2 separate regions of the Sus scrofa genome follow, and region 1 is linked to region 2. A link is a contact called in public Hi-C data. All regions are on one chromosome and are shown on one strand. The core of a region is the stretch at or near the end of the contact, and the rest is flanking DNA. Distances in the headings are between cores, read along the strand shown. Region 1 overlaps LOC110255850 (a long non-coding RNA gene). Region 2 has its middle 14 kb from the start of UBAC2.

Evidence for each region. A called contact is a pair of places that touch in the nucleus more often than the background predicts.
Region 1: a contact with region 2 is called in a Hi-C map of liver, with 4 times the contacts expected there. The contact joins two enhancer-like sites. A contact is called at or near these places in 1 of 5 promoter capture datasets (liver), 21 of 47 Hi-C or Micro-C datasets (alveolar macrophages, blood, brain and 13 more) and 2 of 2 datasets of contacts at active chromatin or transcription factors (alveolar macrophages and skeletal muscle).

What each region holds. Positions count from the first base shown.
Region 1 is chr11:68,369,841-68,373,822 of Sscrofa11.1, forward strand. LOC110255850 (a long non-coding RNA gene) reads left to right here. Exons shown (of 3, transcript XR_002336735.1): 2 at 766-843. Among named protein-coding and RNA genes, the nearest start is that of TM9SF2, 36 kb to the right of the region's middle. Within about 2 kb of position 2,386, at least 11 of the 83 cell types and tissues checked have an H3K27ac peak or open chromatin away from gene starts, as enhancers often do. A contact at or near this core is called in liver, where this site is marked.
Region 2 is chr11:68,128,910-68,132,982 of Sscrofa11.1, forward strand. No RefSeq gene overlaps it. Among named protein-coding and RNA genes, the nearest start is that of UBAC2, 14 kb to the right of the region's middle. Within about 2 kb of position 1,637, at least 20 of the 83 cell types and tissues checked have an H3K27ac peak or open chromatin away from gene starts, as enhancers often do. A contact at or near this core is called in liver, where this site is marked.

The sequences.
Region 1 (3,982 bases), core at 1,136-3,635, 240 kb after region 2:
CATTTTTTAAATGCTTAAATTAACAGTTGGTACTGAATTATTTTTAAACTGGATCTTATAACTGGCGCTGCTTCGTAATGTCTGTGTCCTAAATGAAAGTATGCAGTGAGTATAAAATGGAAATTAACATAAAGAATAGCCTGACCAGGAGTTCCCATTGTGGTGCAGCAGAAACGAATCTGACTAGTATCCATGAGGATGCGGGTTCAGTCCCTGGCCGTGCTCAAGTGGGTCAGGGATCCAGTGCTGCTATGAGCTGTGGTGTAGGTTGCAGACACAGCTCAGATCTGGCGTTGCTGTGGCTGTGGTGTAGGCTGGCAGCTATATCTCAGATTTGACCCCTAGCCTGGGAACTTCCACATGCCACAGGTGCAGCCTTAAAAAAAAAAAAAAAGAAAGAATAGACTGACCATATTACAAATACACAAAAAATATACCAAATGCCAAATAATGTGATCCATAGAGATGATGGCACGGAACGCCTTCTGCGACCTTGGCCATCCCACCTAGAACATTATGTAGAGAATTCCTAGTGTAATAACATATTCCTTTTTTTCTTGCCAAAAGAAACCCTTTCCAGTTGTGTTTTGTCAGAGATTCTGATCACCTTGACATTTATTAAATTACTCCAGTGAACTGGGTGCTCGGCTACTCAACCGCCTACTTTACACAACAGCTTTGTTAGGGAGGTCAGTCTGAAGACAAGACCTGTTTGTCCTCTTTCTCCCATCCATTGTCTAACCTCTATTTCATGGCCCTTCACAGATGGCAAACCACAGACAGCTTTCTGCCTGGTTTCTCTGGTGGAACAGGATCAGAGAATGAAGGAAATGCAATTTACAGGTAAGCCCACCTTTTTCTTCTTTTAACATTGTTAAAGCCTCTGATTAACAAATTAACTGTCTTCTCAGCATGTCAAACCCACATCCCATGGCCCAGGACATGGAGGAATAGTCCCCAAACCTAAAAACTCTACATAGGCAGGGCCACCTTCTCACACTGTTATGGCAACACTGTGGCATAATTTGGGGTTTAGATGGATATGACTTCAAATCTTAACTGCAAATCTTAAGTGGTATTTGTCAAATTACTTATCTTTGAGCATTATTTCTGAGTAATATTTATCTCCAATAATACTTACCTGTGAATACTATTTATCTCTGAAATTATCTCTGAACATGAGATGTCTTCTCCATAAAACGGAATAGCAACAACTGTCTCATGAGGTTATATGTTTTCAATTTTGTTTGAAAACACATTCAGTGAGAGCCCCCATCCCTTCCAGCTTTTCGAAAACACATGCATTCCCCTTGGAAGAGCCGCACAGATCAACTTTGAGTGTTACCTCATGGTCCTGGAGAGTCTTAGAAAGTAGGGGGTGTTAAAAGCTAAATTTCAGGGAAAGATAAACCCATGACTCTCATTCAAGTATAAAAACAGATACATGTTGGAGTTCCGGTAATGGCACAGTGGAAGCAAATCCGACTAGGAACCATGAGGCTGTGGGTTCGATCCCTGGCCTTGCTCAATCGGTTAAGGATCCACTGTTTCCCTGAGCTGTGGTGTAGGTGGCAGACGAGGCTTGGATCTGGCATGGCTGTGGCATAGTCCAGCAGCTGTAGCTCCAACTGGACTCCTAGCCTGGGAACCTCCATATGCCACAGACGTGGCCCTAAAAAGCAAAAAAAAAAAAAAAAAAAAAAAGGACAAATGTTAAAGATATTATTTGGCCCCTCATTCAATCAGGGAGTGTTTCAATAAAGAAGTCAAGAACCGCACATGATATGGAGTAAAAGAAATGTTGAAATGAATTATAAAGGAAGCAACCCTGTTTGGTTGTTTTCCCACCAGTTGGAGAAGGGAATCAGCTGGGCCTCTCCAGACAGAATGGGGATTTACATGTTTACCAGTTATCTGCAGCTCTTTGCATTGTAAAATAGCTCAGAATCAGAATCAGAAGGGAAAACAATCAGAATCAGATAAGACAGAAAGGTATGTTATAGACGACAAGGCATAGCTTTCCATTAGAATACACTTGGTTTTTTTTCCCTATCGCTGAAAGTGTGTGTAGCAGTAATGGGCTCCGTTTTTCATTTCCTACTTCCTAGAATTAGATCATACAGAAATTACCCTGCTGGGACCCAGATTGTGAAATCACTAAAAATCAAGGTCCCGGGTCCTGGAACAAAGCTACGGGCTCCAGGGGCAAACAAAGCTGTTTGCTAAGAATCAATGCCTTGCAACAAAGCAAGCCCCAGCAGCGAGCGCACAGCCCCACTGGCCCCCAGAGCTCGTCTTCCGCGTCTGGCTGCAGCTGGGGCAGGTGGGCTGCTCGCCGGATCGGCCCCACGCGAAGCGGCCGCCCTCTGCCCGCTGGGAGGGAAATTGACCAGCAAGGCCGGCTCCTAGTCAATTTCACGCCCAGCGGGCTCCTCAGGTGAGGCTCTCCACGCAGCACAGCGGCACCACTAGCTCCCAGTTTCTAGTTCTATCAGTCTCCTAATACAGAACAAATCCTTTCCCCTGCGTCTTCTCCAATTCTTGGGACTTACCAGAGAGCCCCGCCAACTGATTTGGGACCCTCCCACCTCCATGCCTGAGATGGTGAAATGTTAGTCCTAAAGCGGTTCCTGCGCGTTGCCCATGGATGGGCATTTGGTCTGTGACGGTCGCTGCCGGGTAGTGCCTTGTTTATCACTCAGGGTTAGTTAGCAGTTAAATACACAAGGGAAGTGATGCGGAGCCCTGGTGTTTATTGATCAAGCCACCTGGCTTGTATATTGAATAGCAAGTGCATTCAACCACTGTTCCAGACTTTTTTTTTTCTGCTCCAAATAGGCGTTCCCCTTGGGCTTCCTAATTCCCCGAGAAGGAAGTAGAGTGTGGGGATAAGGCATTTGCTCTTAACGCAAAATTTAAGGGGCACCAGGGTGTAAAAAATTCCACCATTTAGGCGAATAATACTTCCATACAATTTTAGGGAACCAAAATCAATGCAAACAACCCATAATGAACAAAATATAAGCATTTTAAGTAAAAAGAGGATCCAGCTGTATATGCAGGATCTGAAGGTGAGTCGTGGTCCTGACATCTAGCCTACATAAAAGTCAGGCAGGCAGGTAGCATCTCAAACTATGCCCCACTGCTGCTGATGAATCGAGGCTCTCAGAGGTAAATGTACATTTTCAACACAGTGAATGCACACTTAAGAGGTGCATTTCACTGAAAGTCAATTTTACACTAGAAGAAAAAAAGCTAAACCTAATAAACTCTAATTAAATATTTAAGGGGAAGTGTACTGATGTTTGCAATTTGTTTTTTAAAGAAAAGGATGGCTTGGAGTTCCCGTCGTGGCGCAGCAGAAATGAATCCAACTAGGAACCATGAGGTTGCAGGTTTGATCCCTGGCCTCGCTTAGTGGGTTAAGGATCTGGCTTTGCCGTGAGCTACAGTGTAGGTCATAGATGTGGCTCAGATTCTGCATTGCTGTGGAGCAGGCTGGCAGCTGTAGCTCCGATTTGACCCCTAGCCTGGGAACCTCCATATCCTGAGGGTACAGCCCTTAAAAAGCAAACTAAATAAATAAAAATAAATTTTAAAAAATGAAAATCATTACAATTCTCACTTAAAGAAAAGATGGCTAATGGATGGGTGGAGGGAGGATAAAGGGGCAGATACTGATAAAATATACTAAAATGGGAATAGTAGAATCTAGGTGGTGGGTATATAGGTGTTTACTGTAAAGGTCTTTCAGCTTTGCTGTATGTTTGAAATCTTTCAAGGTAGTTTTAGAAATGTAACAGTACTTAGAATTATATGGAGTAATGTATACATTCAGTGTATGTTGTGATAAATGTGGGATCACCAGCTCCCAATTCAAGGATCTTGTACTTTTTACTTTCCCTTGTCTTTTAAGGAGTAGAAAATGTTAAGGACTTGATTCTAAGTAAAGCAGATTTACTGTCCTCAGTGTCGTGTGTTA
Region 2 (4,073 bases), core at 387-2,886:
AAGACCTGAATAGACATTTCTCCAAGGAAGATATACTGATGGTCAACAAGCACATGAAAAAATGCTCAACATCACTGATTATTAGAAAAAATGCAAATCAAAACTACTATGAAGTACCACCACACCAGTCAGAATGGCCATCATTAATAAGTCTACAAATATCAAATGCTGGAGAGGGTGTGGAGAAAAGGGAACCCTCCTGCACTGTTGGTGGGAATGTAAATTGGTGCAACCACTATGGAAAACAGTATGGAGGTTCCTCAGAAAACGATGCATAGAACAACCATATGACCCAGCAATCCCACTCTTGGGCATATATCTGGACAAAACTTTCCTTGAAAAAGACACATGTACCCTCATGTTTATTGCAGCTCTATTCACAAGACATGGAAAAAACCCAAATGTCCATCGACAGATAATTAGATTAGGAAGATGTGGTATATACACACAATGGAATATTATTCAGCCATAAAAAAGAACAAAATAATGCCATTTGCAGCAACATTGATGGAACTAGAGACTCTCATACTAAGTGAAGTTAAGGCAGAAAGAGAAAGACAAATACCGTATGATATCACTTATATCTGGAATCTAACATATGGCACAAGTGAACCTATCTACAGAAAAGAAACAAACTCATGGACATGGAGAAAAGACTTGTGGTTACCAAGGGGGAGGGATTGGGATGGACTGGGAACTTGGGGTTAATAGATGCAAACTATTGCCTTTGGAATGGATAAGCAATGAGAGCCTGCTGTATAGCCTGGGAACTGTATCTAGTCACTTATGATGGAGCATGATAATGTGAGGAAAAAGGTATACATGTATGTGTAACTGGGTCACCTTGCTGTACAGTAGAAAATTGACAGAACACTGTAAACAAGCTATAATGGAAAAAAATAAAAATCAATATTTACGTTAAAAAAGAAATTTCTTCCCTTTTAAGGCTGAATTCCACTATATGTGTCTATGACATTTGGCTTATCCATTTATCCATCCATGGATACTTGTAACCCTTAGTTCTCTTTGAACTCCATAGTCCATCAGGAACCTTCTGGGAGAGGAAAACCAACCAAGGGAACCAGTGGCTGAGCCCTGGGGCAAGAAGAAAGCTCTGATGCAGCAAAGGGCCACAGAAATGATTCTCAGACAAGGGAGGAAAGAAATTCAGCCAGTATACAGACTCACAAGTATGCACAGGCCCTAAAAGTCACTCATACCGTTGAGAGGTGGCTTCCCCATGGCGGTCATTGCCTCTGGCTCCAAACCCATGCTTCTCTACTTAGCTTCCTGATGCTGGGCTGAAACTTTGCAAACCGCACGGTGGGGCTCAACCAGTGCAGGGTACAGTGAGGCTGTGAGCCAAGCCGGGGGGAAGAAGGAGGGCCCCCGACCTCCTTCCTGCTGTGGTTCTTTGGAGCAACACCCCCAGCATTGCGTCTTCACTCCACTGGGGGCGGGGGGGGGGGGGCACGGGCTGTGCTTTCCTGAAGCAGCAGCTGCATCCTGTTTCCAGTTGTTCCAACACTTAAAGAGACAGTTTCATTGCTCCCCGACCACGGCCAGCCAGCCAGCAGCCCCTCCTCAGTGGGGCCACTCCTCTTAAGATTAAGATTTTAGTAATTCCACCCATCAGTGAAGGCCCCAGAGGCGGTAGCTGCCTCCTCTGGGGTATCTCGGTGTTCTCTTAACTTTCACACAGTAAACATTCTTTGTATTTTGTTCTCTCTTTTCAAATTATTGCTGTGGGTTTTGTCTCTTGACTACAGTCAAACTGACGCACCTCCAACCACTATTTCGAATCGTCAATGCCCTCCCAGGCCCCGTGTTTGAACCCAAACCCTTCACGCTAAATAAGGATGACCTGGCCTCTTGCGTCATCCAGAAAATTACATCTGTTATAGGTGACCTCAAATGTGCCCCCCACCCTATCTATAAACATGTCTATATCCAATTTGCTTATCTTCAGTCTCAAAGGATAAAGCATTTTCTTCCTAATTAATTGCAAATTTTCCATGGGTGCTTTTGACCCCATCCCCTCCCCACCCTCTGGGCTCCTGCTCTGTCCCTATCTCCACTCCCAATCCTTAGCTTGCTCTTTTCTAGAGTCTCCAGGGAGCCGAGTAAGCACAGGTCAAAGCAGTGGTAGGTGCTTCTCTTCTCTGCCCCTTTAACCACATCCGTTTTCCCCCATGGCACGTCCACCCCCAAGTGTGAATTTCCAGGCAAGCACTGCATTCCCAGCATCCAACGCAGAGCTGGCAGGGCGTGAAACCCTGGGTCATGAGTCAAGTTCATCTCACCTGCCTTCACTAATCAAGGTTGTTTTAAGACTTGCATGTGCTCCAAGCAGTCCCTAGCCTAAACAATAAGATATTTGCCAGAATTGTTTTCCAGAAACTTGGAGTCAGCTGTGTCTAGTTCTCGAGCTGAGCTTGCTAAGACTGGATAGGCCCTCGGACCCTCCAACTGGGCATGCGTGAGTGCCCGCTGGGTGACCTTTTCAATGCAGAGGACTGTAGCCTAGTTAACGCCTGCATAGAACCACAATTTCCACACCTTTGTGCAACTATCTTGCCCCACGCTCCCCACCCCTCAGACTGCACTGCTTCTTTATTCATTATCCCATAAATGCCTTGAGCCCCTTCCCTTTAGGCAGGTGGATTTAAGATTTGTATCCTAACTTGGCTGCCTTGCAAAGAAGCCCTCTCCTTGCTGCCAATCTCAGCGTTTTCCCTTGCTGTGCGGGGGTGAGCAGGTTTGGTAAGAGAAGGAGATGGGATGACAGCCAGTGTGTCTGCTGGATGGTAAGATCCACGGAGGGATTGGGGGTGGGTGGGACTTTGCAGTGAGAGCTCCTGGCACACCCTAGCCATGTTTCTCCCAGGGCGGCTCCTGAACCACCCGCGCCAGAACCCCTTGGGGAATTTTGTTAAAAACGCTGACCCAAAACCCAAGTGGGGGCGGCAGGGGGTGGGGGCGGGGTGGTCCAAGGGACACAGGAGCCAACTGAAAGAGCTCCCAGGGCTCAAAGCTGGGACAATTGGAGCAGATTGTCAACAAAGTAGTATTGGGTTATAACTCCAGATACAAAATAAATATCCGTGAGTCCATACTGGTATAAATAAACGGTTGAACAAATAAACAGAGAAGAGACAGATCTGTGCCGAAGAATTCCACCAAGTTTACATGGATACTCGGACTCAGAGAGGTGGAGCCTAACTCCCCCCAAGTGTGGGCAGCACACAGTGGCTTCCTTTCAAAGAGGACAGCAAGAAAAGGCGAGTGTGTGTGTGTGTGTGTGTGTGTGTGTGTGTTGACAGTAGAGAAATATAACACAACCCCAGCCAGGTGATCAAGGTCAAGCAGTCAGGCTGACAGTGGGTACACTTGTTATGAGGTGATGAAAATGGCATTTTACCCCTGGATCTTCCTCCCAACAATCCACAGCCTCAATCTTACCCTGAGAAAAGCATCGGACCAGTTGCAATAAAGGAACACCCTGCACACACCTGACCATGCTCCTCAAAATTGTCAAGGTCATGAAAACAAAGTCTGAAAAACTGTCACAGCCAAAAAGAGCCCAAACAGATGTGACAACTAAACTCCTGTGCTACCCTGCATGGGATCCTGGCCAGAAAAGGGACAGGAGGTAAAAAGGAAATCTGACTACAGCCTGGGCTTTAGTTCATAATACTGTATCAATACTGGTTTGCGAATTGGGACGAGCACGTCACAGTCACGTCAGGTGATAATAACGGGAGAAACTGAGCACAGGGCTTCATAGGACCTCTCTGTACCATCTTCTCCATTTTCTAGAAATCGAAATCTTTCCTCAAGAATAAGATCTGCTGGAAAATGTTTGGTTCTTTAAAAAAAGAACCAAAAAAGATAAAGGAAGTGAGCCTGTGTCCTTAAAAACTGGAAGAGAGTCTTTATTTGTGTAGCTGGCAGACTATTCCTGAGTGATGGCCGTGCAAGCTAAGTGTACAGCCTGGCCTCTCCTTCAGCAAAGGCCCCTGTGGACACTGGAGGCCCCATTTGGCCTTCGGGCAGCCAGAGAGACCCCACAG